Linked DNA regions of Zea mays: region 2 is linked to region 1. Evidence: chromatin contacts called from public Hi-C data. All regions are on one chromosome and are shown on one strand. The core of a region is the stretch at or near the end of the contact, and the rest is flanking DNA. Distances in the headings are between cores, read along the strand shown. Region 1 holds the start of LOC103650809. Region 2 holds the start of LOC100383845 (putative transmembrane protein kinase family protein).

What was found. Hi-C and Micro-C count contacts between places; a contact is called where the count stands out from the background.
Region 2: a Hi-C map of bundle sheath shows a contact between it and region 1, with 6 times the contacts expected there. The contact joins the promoter of LOC100383845 here to the promoter of LOC103650809 in region 1. A contact is called at or near these places in 9 of 25 Hi-C or Micro-C datasets (bundle sheath, ear, endosperm and 4 more).

The regions. Positions count from the first base shown.
Region 1 is chr3:158,080,713-158,086,226 of Zm-B73-REFERENCE-NAM-5.0, forward strand. It overlaps LOC103650809, which reads right to left and starts at 3,494. Exons shown (of 3, transcript XM_020550378.1): 1 at 3,201-3,494; 2 at 1,409-1,557; 3 at 805-1,285. The coding sequence starts at 3,290. The coding sequence ends at 1,195. It overlaps LOC103650810, which reads left to right. Exons shown (of 4, transcript XM_008676379.4): 3 at 3,526-3,669; 4 at 3,784-4,175. The coding sequence ends at 3,635.
Region 2 is chr3:158,244,929-158,250,665 of Zm-B73-REFERENCE-NAM-5.0, forward strand. It overlaps LOC100383845 (putative transmembrane protein kinase family protein), which reads left to right and starts at 1,587. Exons shown (of 9, transcript NM_001176475.1): 1 at 1,587-1,725; 2 at 1,842-1,973; 3 at 3,232-3,453; 4 at 3,563-3,744; 5 at 3,933-4,059; 6 at 4,142-4,213; 7 at 4,317-4,500; 8 at 4,632-4,752; 9 at 4,864-5,329. The coding sequence starts at 3,303. The coding sequence ends at 5,127. It overlaps LOC100274305 (Photosynthetic NDH subunit of subcomplex B 5 chloroplastic), which reads right to left. Exons shown (of 5, transcript NM_001148668.1): 5 at 5,591-5,737.

The DNA.
Region 1 (5,514 bases), core at 2,244-4,743:
CTACGGTTTGCCCTCCTCGCTTTCATCCATCCTACCACTTGCTGTACTGAAAAGTAGGCTTGTTTGTCGGGTTACGTATTTCATCTAGAGTGTACTTTATTATCTTAGAGAAGGTAATGACGACAAGTACCCATCCTCGCTTTCGTACTTTCTCTTCGTTCCTCCTCCTATCTCTATGATGATTCTTATCTGATGACGGAAATGACGAACGACCTTTCCATTGGGCTCCAACCCATGCATGTACGCAGATATGCTCCGAGCCCAGCCCACACCAACGAACTTCGTTAGGCTACCATGCCGTTGCCCCCCGCGGCCCGCGAACCCCTGCGCGGTTGCTCTTTTCCCTTTTTCTATTTCGCGAGCGTGGGTTTGCAATTCCCCGCGCCGCCGTGCGTCCCCGGCAATGGGAAGCTCACTCTGATGATCGCTGGTCGGCTCCTCTCACTCGCAGCCATCTCTCTCTCCGCCACCCGTCCTCATTTGCCCCCGAACACTGTGACACCATCTGCTGCGCACGCACCCTTTCTCAATGGCCGAAGCGAAGAGGGGGATGGGAAGGTACGGTCTCTTCGCTTGTCGCAGTTATTAATTTTACAATTCTAGACTAGATTCGACGTTGGCAATAGTTGATGCCTGTTTTTTTGTCAGCATCTATTTTCCTTCTAAGTTTCTATTAGGGAGAATTGCCCCACGTCTGTTTTTAGGACCAACGATGTCATAAGAATATAACATGACACCACTTACAATCTGTAGGGCAGTGCTTAATATGTAGTTTGTTACAAATAATTTAAAATTAGAAGGAAATTAAAAAAGAAAACAAGTTCCTCTTCATTTTACCTTGTGCCAATATGCTACTACAATATTTAGCTTAACATGCTGAACAGTATGAGTTTCAGACTTTCAAAAGCAGATAGTTGATAGGTTGTATCAGGGGCTCAGCTAATGGTTGCTTTCCCCTAGTTTCTCCATATCTAAACATAGAATATTTGATCCCGTACTTTTTCAGTTGACTCTGGTAGGCTGGTTATTTGACAGTACCCCAATCCTTGCGTTTGCCTTTCCTGGCATGATTGATAATGAAAAACCCTACTTTTTGGCTGTCTGGGTGCTCTGATCACATTGTGGTCCTCTGCTCCTGTACCAAGTCTAATATTGCCCTAGATCTCATATGTCATTCCCACTCGTAGCATCCTGTTATGAGGGATGCATGTTATCTTCTCTGGTTGACTGAAGTTCTTCCTCATGAAACTGCAAGCGTAGCCAACTATTATCTTCTTCAATAAATCTGCATTTGGTCCTGCCACCACATTAGGATGTATCAATATGAAGAGTTCACAAACATCTAAGACCAACAACACTACATGTCAAATTCTCTCTTATTGAATTTACTTAATAGCATCTTACTTACACTATCAAAAGATGGGTGTCCCAGTCTGCGATGGTGCAACAAAATATCTTCACACCTTCCTCTATTGCCAGAGCTGTATCTTCTTGGCTGATGTACCACAACCCATTACGTCTGACTCTAGTCTCAATCCTCTTCCCAGTCCTCTTCTCCTGAAAGATACATGAGTGCTCATCAAATAAGATTGTGCAATTGAATTGGTCAACAATGAAGCCAACAGAAAGGAGATTAACAGGAAATGCAGGGACATGAAGAACAAAAGGTAATGTAAGATGTGGCGTGAATCTAACTAACTCTACACCTCTAATAGGCTGAGAAGTTCCATCAGCAGTTTGGATTGTTTCTAAATGAGTCTATGGGTTATAGGATGCAAAAGGATTGAATGAGCATGTCACATGTTTAGACGCACCTGAATCTATAATCCAATTTAAATGAGGATCATATGATGATGCAAGTGTCTGTGCTTGAATACCTTTGCGCACATGGGTATAGTTGGCAAAGTTACCAAAATGAATGGCAGTTGCTGCAATAGGACCCTGTGAGGAGGTGCTTGTGGAGTTCTTAGAAGTATTTCTCTCTTGCCACTGCTCCCACTGCATGATTTGTTCCCCTGTCAGTATGATAGATGGACCCTCCTCTGCCACAACAATATTAGCCCTAGAGCCTCCTTGAGCCCTGCCTCGACCTCCTCTACTAGCACCATAACCAACATGGCTTCCATGGGTGCTGATCCGTCTACCATTATAGTTCTTTGGTCTACGGCAATTATAACTCAAATGCCGTTTGTCTCCACAATTGTAAGATTCCCTATTGTCAGCTATGGTGTAGGCTGATCTAACAGGAGTGTTACTACCGATCACCGCAACCTAATTTCTTCTTGGACTATGGCTGAAATAGCATCCTCCAAGGTAGGAAGACTATCCTGGTGACAAAAAACAGCCCTTCTACTCTCAAATTCATAGTTCAATCCTTTGAGGAACTGGGTCACTCCTGTCCTCTGCCCATTTTTGGACAGCTTGAGCATCATTGGGAGTCTCCATTTGAAGTGGGGCATAGTGATCTAACTCAACCCCCACAAGTATTTGAGTTCATTAGCATACTCCTCAATTGTCCTCCCTGTTTTATTTTATCCGCCTTGCCTTAAATCTCTACCATCATCGTCGCCATCACATTCCCTTTACCAGTGTGAAGCGGCTGAGAACGATGGTGAACAGTTGACTTCATTTGCCGTAGTTGTGAACTTGAGTGTCGAGAGTGTACGACACCAGCGACTTGATGTTGACACTGTGAATGGCTTGGGAGAGAGGAAGTACTGTGGTTGAAGAAGCTGCAGTGGTGTCGCCAAGTACGGGGGAGGAATGAGTGCTGAAAGCCGGCAACGGTGGCATGCCAAGTAGAGGGGAGGAACTGTTGTGAAGAGCGGCGGTGGTGAGTGGTGACGCTGTGGACTGAGCTATGCGTATCGCTCATGATGAGAAAAGGTGCGATCTCAGGATCTTCTAGCTGGTACCATGCAAGAACTAGAAGAGGAGAATATCTGTTCTCTGTATTCATATGTAGTTTACGAATTACAAAATATATAGGCACGCTAGATTATAAGAGATAAGCACAGGTAAAGTGATCCTAGAAAACTGGGCACGCAGGCCCGAAGACTCGGACGAACAGGCATGAAACGAGGATCTAGCCAACTGACTTTGTACAACGTTTAGCAATATTGACAATTCAAAAATACCCATGCATCAGGCAAATGAAGGACCTGTTGTTTGATTGAATTTGAGTAGCTGGAGAAACACACCTCGGCTGCATGTGTTGGTCCGCCAGGAATCTTTCCAACCTCCCTATGCAGTGAACTTTGCTTTCCTACTTGTTGAAGTTGGAGATTCATTTATGCAAGTTTGAATTTGCATTCCCATTATGTAAACAGTCGTGATATTAGTACAGTGTGTAACGGCCAAACTGCCAACAATATTGACTTGGAAACTTCAATACTACGGACAGCTATTGCTGGAATGAAAACATGGGGGAGCCGAAGTGTTCTTTCGTCACTCGGTGGTTTTAACTCCCTTTCGTGCTGTCCTGCAGGCCTGCACCACGGACTTTGACCATTCTTTATTGCGCAGGATCCGTGCAGAGAAAAGTCTTCGTGATAATGGCTTCTAGCCTTCTGGAATATTTACCACCTGCGGCCAAGCGTGTGAAAATTGCTCGGAAAGATTGGCAAGCTGAATGACCGAAGGGGATAAGATCATTGACCGTGTGCGCAAGTGAGTTGAACTTTCAAAGTTTTTTAATCTTTTATTTTTACTACGTGCAGCGTGGCCAGTGGATTGAGAAGTAGTAAACGCGTAAGATTAATTCTGCTGATTTACTTTCTCTAGGTCTGGTTGCTCTCTCAGGTGTCCCTATCAGGGCTTAGAAAGGACGTGTTTGGACTTGGACGAACTCAAGGAGAACTACATAATGACGATTTAGTGACGGGGTTTTTTTAAGAAGGGTTTAGTGATGACTTGTTACATGCAGCTTTCGGCTCCAGGACTTGGGTTTGGTAAGCTGTTTCTCTGTTAAGTCTGCTATTGGGGGTACAGATCCAATGCACCGAATGATCAACAGAACCATAAACGTCGGGCTGGTTTGGTAACTTAGCCAGACCTGTGGGCAGCCCATCCCCTGAGGCGTTTTATTGGGCCTCACCTTTTTTTCCCCCAGATTATTTTGGCGTCGGTTTTCATACGCCAACATAAATGGAGCGTCAATTCCAGCATTTGTTTCAGCTCTTTGGTCCGATTCCTCTTTTGACTCTGATGTTTTTCCTTTGCACGAGACGTGGTTTCTACTTCTCTAAACATCATGATTTGTTTCTATTTGCGAATTTGGACACCGTAAACTATGACTGAGCTCACCTCGAGACGAGAGAGCAAAGTATAGTTGGAGAGATTGTCTGATATGCGTTTGTTGTCTATGGACGTCGCTCTCAGTGTCACCATTCACCACACGGTGGAATGTGTGTATAACTTCGGATTAAAGTCGACTGCTATAGCTGTATAAAAATACTGAAGAAGCATTAGAAGCCGGAACCGAATGGTGTGCCTTGTCTTTTACGAGTGGGCTCATTTCTCGCTTTGTTCTCTCCCCCCGTGTAGTGCAGGTACATTACAAAGCAGTTCCATTCCGTTTTCGCTTTTATTAGGTACTGCTAGTGAAATCGCTCTTCTCCTTTCGTCGTGCCACGTGGCGGTGCCAGGCACGTTAGAAGGTGATAGCAAGCAGATGAGCTCATGAGCAGAGGGAGTCACGGCTGAGACTGAGAGGATTAGGTCCAGTGGATAGCGTCGATTATCAGCCATACCGCACTTAATCTCCTTTGGAAATGGCCTCGTTTCTCGCCTGCCAAATAGAATGCTCCTCCTCCTCCTTCTTGTGGCTCCTTTTTTAAAATAATAATAAAATATAGAACGGGAAGGAAATCGTCACGAAATTGAGGGGCCCCGAGGGCGACAAGGGAGCGCGCGGTGCATGCATCCGCCGTTCCTATCGATGATGTCGGCACACCAGTGGGAGTGGGGCAAACACCCAGGCCAAGAGTGCACGCGAGCACAAGCCCGTGCCCGCCTTTTTCCCTGTTCCTCGCTCTTTGTTTCTTTTTTAAAAAAAAATGTGGAGCAGGAATCATCATCCATCATCACCGACTTGTTTTTTTTAAAATTTTGGAGCAGGAATCATCGTCCTTCATCATCGACAAACTCAATCGTGTATTAGCATAGTCAATGGCCTCGCTCGTGGCGTGGCCTGGTCAAACTAATCGGGATATGACCGTATGATCGGATCTGCTGACACCTGACACCCCAGCCCCTTGTTTTTAATACTTGAACGGTTCGTTTAGTCCACCGGTGAGAATTGCTAAACCCTAAACGGCCGGAACAAGGAAGAGGAGGGGAAGGCGGGACGAGCAGGCGCCAGGCGGAGACAACAGAGGCGGACACAGGCAAGCGGTGCGTCACGTCAAACCCTTCTGGGCTCTGGCCTTTTGCCTCGCCGCCTCCGCCTCGGCCTCGGCCTCGGCATAGCCCGAGGACCTGGCATGGGAACCTTCGCCGCCGACAGCGACGCTT
Region 2 (5,737 bases), core at 337-2,836, 160 kb after region 1:
GGACAACGTAGGTGAATCTTGCCCATTGCTTCAAGTGAATCGTTTGCCGTTGAGAGCGATCTCCATAACTTGCAGGTCGTCTAAAGTTCTATTGAACCGCTGGATCATGTTCATGCTAATTCTATTGTTGTTTTTGTCTTGCGCCGAGCAAATTAGATTAAAATCACCAAATTAGATTAAAGTTCTATTGTTGTTTAAGTTCTATTGACAACGTAGACTATCATGGATGCCAGTTCAGGCACACTATACATATGAAAGTCGAACTGGCCTAGCTGGCGCAATCCGGGCGCAACGTGTTGCTTGGTTCCTGCTGCATCAGGCGTCACCGCTAGAGGAGACAGCGGCGGCGGCGGCGGGGGGCTCACGTGTCAGCGCACGCCGGCCACGGCGAGGCAGCAGCCAGATGGAGTTTCCGCGGCCGGCACTAGTACGTACGTCCTAGGAGAACGGGAGAAGATAGGCACGGATGGATATGGATGCATGCAGCCTGAAGCGCAGTGTCCAGTGTAGTAGCGGGCCACGGCCAAGCTAGGCACAGCAGCCCACCACAGCTGTGGCGCACTCACCTAGCTCACACGGTGCAGGCTGCTGCGCTGCGATCGGTGCTTGATGGACAAACAAAAGCTACCTGTCAGGTCAGGTCACGAACCCAACGGACCCTCAGTAACTGACGCTTGAAAGCCGGAGCTGGCAACGGACGCTAGCCATAGCCAACGGCCGGCGGCGAGCAACGCGCGCGGGGGCACGAGGGGAAAGCGGGGCGCCGCTCATCTGGAAAACGGCAATCTGTGTGCTGTGCGCTAGCGTCGCTAATTCGGAAACTCCTGTGCAGGTGCAGGTGCAGCGGCAGCGGCAGCATCCCGTCTGGAAAAGCGAAAATCCAGCGGCAGGGGGGGCAAAGGGAGATGGAAAAGACGAGTCCTTTTTTTTGTTGGTTTTTTTTTCTTTTATCCGATCTGACGAGTGATGAGCGAGCGAGCCGACGGACAAGGCAGCTTGCCAGCCGCGCCCCCATCATGTTCTTCTCTTCCCCGGCAATCATTGGCTCGGCTCCCCTGCTGGCGGCGGCGGCGGCACCGGTTCATCGGAGGACGGACTATTATTTAGAATATCTGTATATACAAATCTTGTGACACGAATGAAGAATCGACGGCCAGTCTGAAAAAAAAACGATGCGTCGGCGCGGTGTCGCGGTCCTGGCGAGTTGTCGCCTTTGGATCAATCATTGGGAGATCCATCCATCCATCCAATTCCACTTCTTATACGATCCCACCACGCTCGAAGACGCGAGCAGCGCAGAGCCGCCAGCCACCATTCCTGGCTGGGCTGCTTCTTCCTTCTACATCTTTTCTGCTTTCTTTCTTTCACCCGCAACCGCAACCGCAACGGCCGCGCGCCAAACCAGAGTTTTTTTTTCAGCATCTTCCGCTCCGCTTTCCGCTGATGTTTACAGCTCAACCCTACCAGTATATATACCGACATGTTTGTGTTGATTTGCTGCTGGTTTCCCAATTCCAATCCGCCCCCCGCTGGTAAGTGTGCTTTGCTGTTCTTCACTTCACTCTCTCTCTCTCTCCCTCCCTTTGTGGGCACTCCCCTCCCCTCCCCCTCTGCCTGGTGCCTCCCTCCCCAAAAATACCTCCCAGGCCATCTCACCTCGCTCACAGAATCACTCACGGTCACTTCCTCCACAATACAGCAGGAGAGTAGCAGGGGGTTGAATAGGTTACCTTGCCTGATTCTTCTCACTTGCTTTGATTTATGGAGTCTCACTTGCTTTGATTTCGAGACTACCTGTTTCTTCTGACTGGTTCTATTTCTCTTTGGTCGCGATGGCGTAGGAGGAAGAAGACGGGGCGGAGTCAAGAATTGGTACAAACGGAACGTGTTGCCTGCAGAATGGATTCGGCATTTGACCCCGCTGTCGTGCTCGCACGTACATGATGCCTCTAAACCAGAGCCATCTGCTGCAGGTATGGTGTACATTTCTGCCCCCGCCAGCGAACTCTGCGATTTTCTGTATCGAAATCGGTTCGAGTTCTCTGGAGCGTGAAATCATGTGTTGTTTTCCGGCTTACCATGGTGCCTGTGTTGTTCAGGAGGAGTGCTGAATTTCGATTGATCGCAGGGGGGGGGGGCGATGAACGAACCGATCAGCAACCCTCATTTGATTAGTACTTCATTCAATCTGTTATTGCTATTACTGAGTTCAGGACTCAGGTAGCAGTCGATGCCACATTGTTAGATTGCGATCTGCAAAAACGGTACTGGTTCGTAAATAAAATCAACCCAACGTGTACACGCACAGCTTCAGGCTGGTCCAAGCAAAAACTGCATTCATGTTTTTGCCTGTACACTGCAGCGTACTCATATTGGTTTCATCAGTAAGAGGGTGCTTATGGGTGCAGAATGCCATAGTGAAAGATGTTTTATTGCATTGCATTTAGTTAATAACATGCCATTCAAAGTATTGTGGTAAAATTTCTTCTGACCCGGACATGGCGCGGAAAATTTGAACGGTCCTATGGGAGAATTATACCGGAAAAGAGAAGGGTATGCGTTACTAGTAGCTTCCCCCGAACTTGCTGGTGCCATGATCAAAATGTGCTTTCCCAATTTAGCCACTGCACGTTGCCTCATAATTTCTAGTTTTTCGATATCCGACAATTCCCCGTTTTTATCGTTTGGTAACATAATTGTCTCTCTTTTTGCCAGATTTATGCGTTACTAGTAGCTTTGTCCGTAACGCCATTTTCATGATCATGATCAAGATGCGTTTTCCGAATTTTGCAGTTGCACTTCATCACAAAATGTCCATTTTCAGAATGTTTTCTGTTTGGTAATTTAATTGCCTTTTTCCATATTTATGCATTACTAGTAGAGCCATCCGTAATACTGATGTCATGATCAAGATGTGCTTTCCTAATTTTGCCACTTGAGGGCAACAAAAAAAATGATGCATATGCAAAGAAGTATATTTTTCCCCAGCCTATGATAGGGCTAGTTTGACCAATCCATGGTATCAGTGTCAATATATTATATAGCACTAGTAATTTAACTTTATCTATTGATCAACCAACCCATGTATACATGTTTGTTATATTTATCCACTATCTGAATTGTTTTCTAGTTCATTGGCTGGCATAACCAGCAATCTGTACATTCGCGTTCTTCCTTATGAATTCAAATATAAACTCGAACAAATTTAATGAACTACTCTTTAGGTTTCAGATATCTGCAGATTTCATCACCACAGCTACAAAGATTACTGCGCTACTCTGAAGGAGGATATCCAATACTAGATGTCAGGACTTCTTGCAGAAGCTCTTGGAGCTGCTGCAGGAGGATGTGCACTACTACTTATTGTCATAATTATAATAGTACTTTGCCTACAGCATCGCAAAAGAACCTCAGACTCTTCAGAAAGTGGTTTTTCAGATCAAGCTCTACCAGGTACTGCTTAAGTTACTTTCAATAAAACTTTAAAACTTCAGATAATTCATCTAAAGATACATCTTTCTTTCTATTTTCATAAGTAATAACTTCGTCTTCCACCTATCAGAGTCGCAGGAAGCAAGATGTCTTAGTTTAGAGGAATTGAATTTTGCTACAAGGAATTTCAGCAATGGCAACCTTATTGGACAAGGGACGTTCGGAGAGGTATATAAGGGTTTGCTCCAGGATGGCACAATAGTAGCTGTTAAAAGACGGCATTCTCCTCCTAGCCAGGAATTCATTCAAGAGGTAGCATAATCTTCTTACTTATCCACATGTTCAGTAATTTCTGGTCCCGAATTCGTCGAATGTGCTGTGTTTTAACTTTAGTTTTTTTTCCACATGACGTCCTGTTATAATTTGAAACATAGCCCAGCTTGCTCCACACCCTTCTGACATTGTTTTGAGCTCATGTGTCAGTGCTGTTTTCTTGTCAGGTTAATTATCTAGCATCTCTCTGTCATTGGAACCTTGTAAAACTTTTGGGGTACTGTCAGGAGGATGGCATGCAGATGCTTGTTTATGAGTATATCTCCAATGGCAGCGTATCAACACATTTACATGGTGATTTCCATTGCGTTTTTATCTAACTCTAATGTACAAGAGTAGTGTCATAGGTTCTAATTTTTCTGCTATACTTTTGTAGGTAACAGCCATGCTCTAGGTTCAAGGCTAGAATTCAAGAAGAGACTTTCTATTGCTCATGGCACAGCTAAAGGTAAGCCTTCACAGCATATCGGCTTAGACGCATTCTTCTGTAGCAGTGTCCTTGTGGCAACTACATCAACAATCTTAAATGGCGATATTTTCTTGCTATCCAGGCCTGAGTCACCTGCATTCGCTGACACCCCCTGCGGTCCATATGAATTTCAAAACTTCTAATGTACTTGTGGACGAGGACTTCGCACCAAAAGTTGCAGATACTGGGATTCCAGGCATGCTTGATCGACTTGGTGTTACAGGACTGTCTTCCAGAACATTTAATGATCCTTTCGTGGAACCTCGGTAACAATGGACACACATGTTTCTGATAGTTCTTACATTCATTGCTTACATCAGATAGATACAGTAGAATCATCTGCCTTGAATCTGCTTTGCATTATTTAAGATCGATGGAACTTCTGTTGCATGATCAGAATGAAGGAAGCTATGAACTTGAACTTTTCCATACAAAGCGATGTGTACAGCTTTGGCGTATTCCTTCTGGAGCTAATTAGCGGACGGAAAGCTGTCTCTGATCAATGCATCATTCAGTGGGTAAATAATGGCATCACTGCTTGATGCTTGATGTTTGTCCACCCTTCTCTGCAAAATAACATACCCGTCTCTGGACAGATCTTTTTACTCGTCTGTTCTGTTGATGTGCAGGCACAGAGCTTCCAGGAATCAAGTGACATCTCCGTGATCGCAGACAGCAGAATGGCCGGTGGCTTTACCTCACAAAGCATGAAGGAATTGCTGAGCCTGACAGCACGGTGCGTAAATCCGACGAGCGAGCAGCGCCCGTCGATGAGCTCGGTGGAGGCTGAGATACAACGGATCCGCGAGCAGGAGATCAGCCTCACAGCAGTCATGGCGGAAGGTACCCCAACCGTGACTCTAGGCAGTCAGCTCTTCAGAACATCCAGGTGAAACAAACATCAGTGGGATGTGTAGTCTAGAAGAAAAGCTAGTTCTCTCCTCCTCAGGGCAGTAGACCAGCCTTGTTCTCTTTCGGAATTCGGGAAAAAAAAGAAGAGCCCGTCTTCATAGCGAGCCAGCTGCATCCCAAGTGTAAAAAAAAAAGAGAGGAAACAGCTGCGAGGCTTACCCTTTTTTTCTCCCCAGTTTTGTTACCCTGATGGTTCCTTCCTAATTCTCCCTTTTCTGCACATGTTTTTAGGGGAATTAATGACATTTTCCTTTTGTTGAATAATAATAAGAATGGGTGGGTGGTGGCAAACCAGCGGCTCTTGATTGTTCAGCGCATCAGTCTTGCATGTGTTTTTTTTTCTCTTCCCTTCAAAGTATTGGAGAAAACATGAAAACAAAGGCAATTCATGCAGAAAGTTGAAGCAACAGTCTGCAGAACATGTCGTGTATTATATGGCACGAGGATAGAACAGATTTTCAGGCTCTCCAGTCTTACAGGAAGGATGGCTTTCCTTTTTATTCAAGAGATTTTCCTAGCAGCTACAGCTTCCTTTCACAGGGTTTTTTTTGCTGTGAGGCAACAATCTGAAGGGCAGCGAGCGGTGTACGC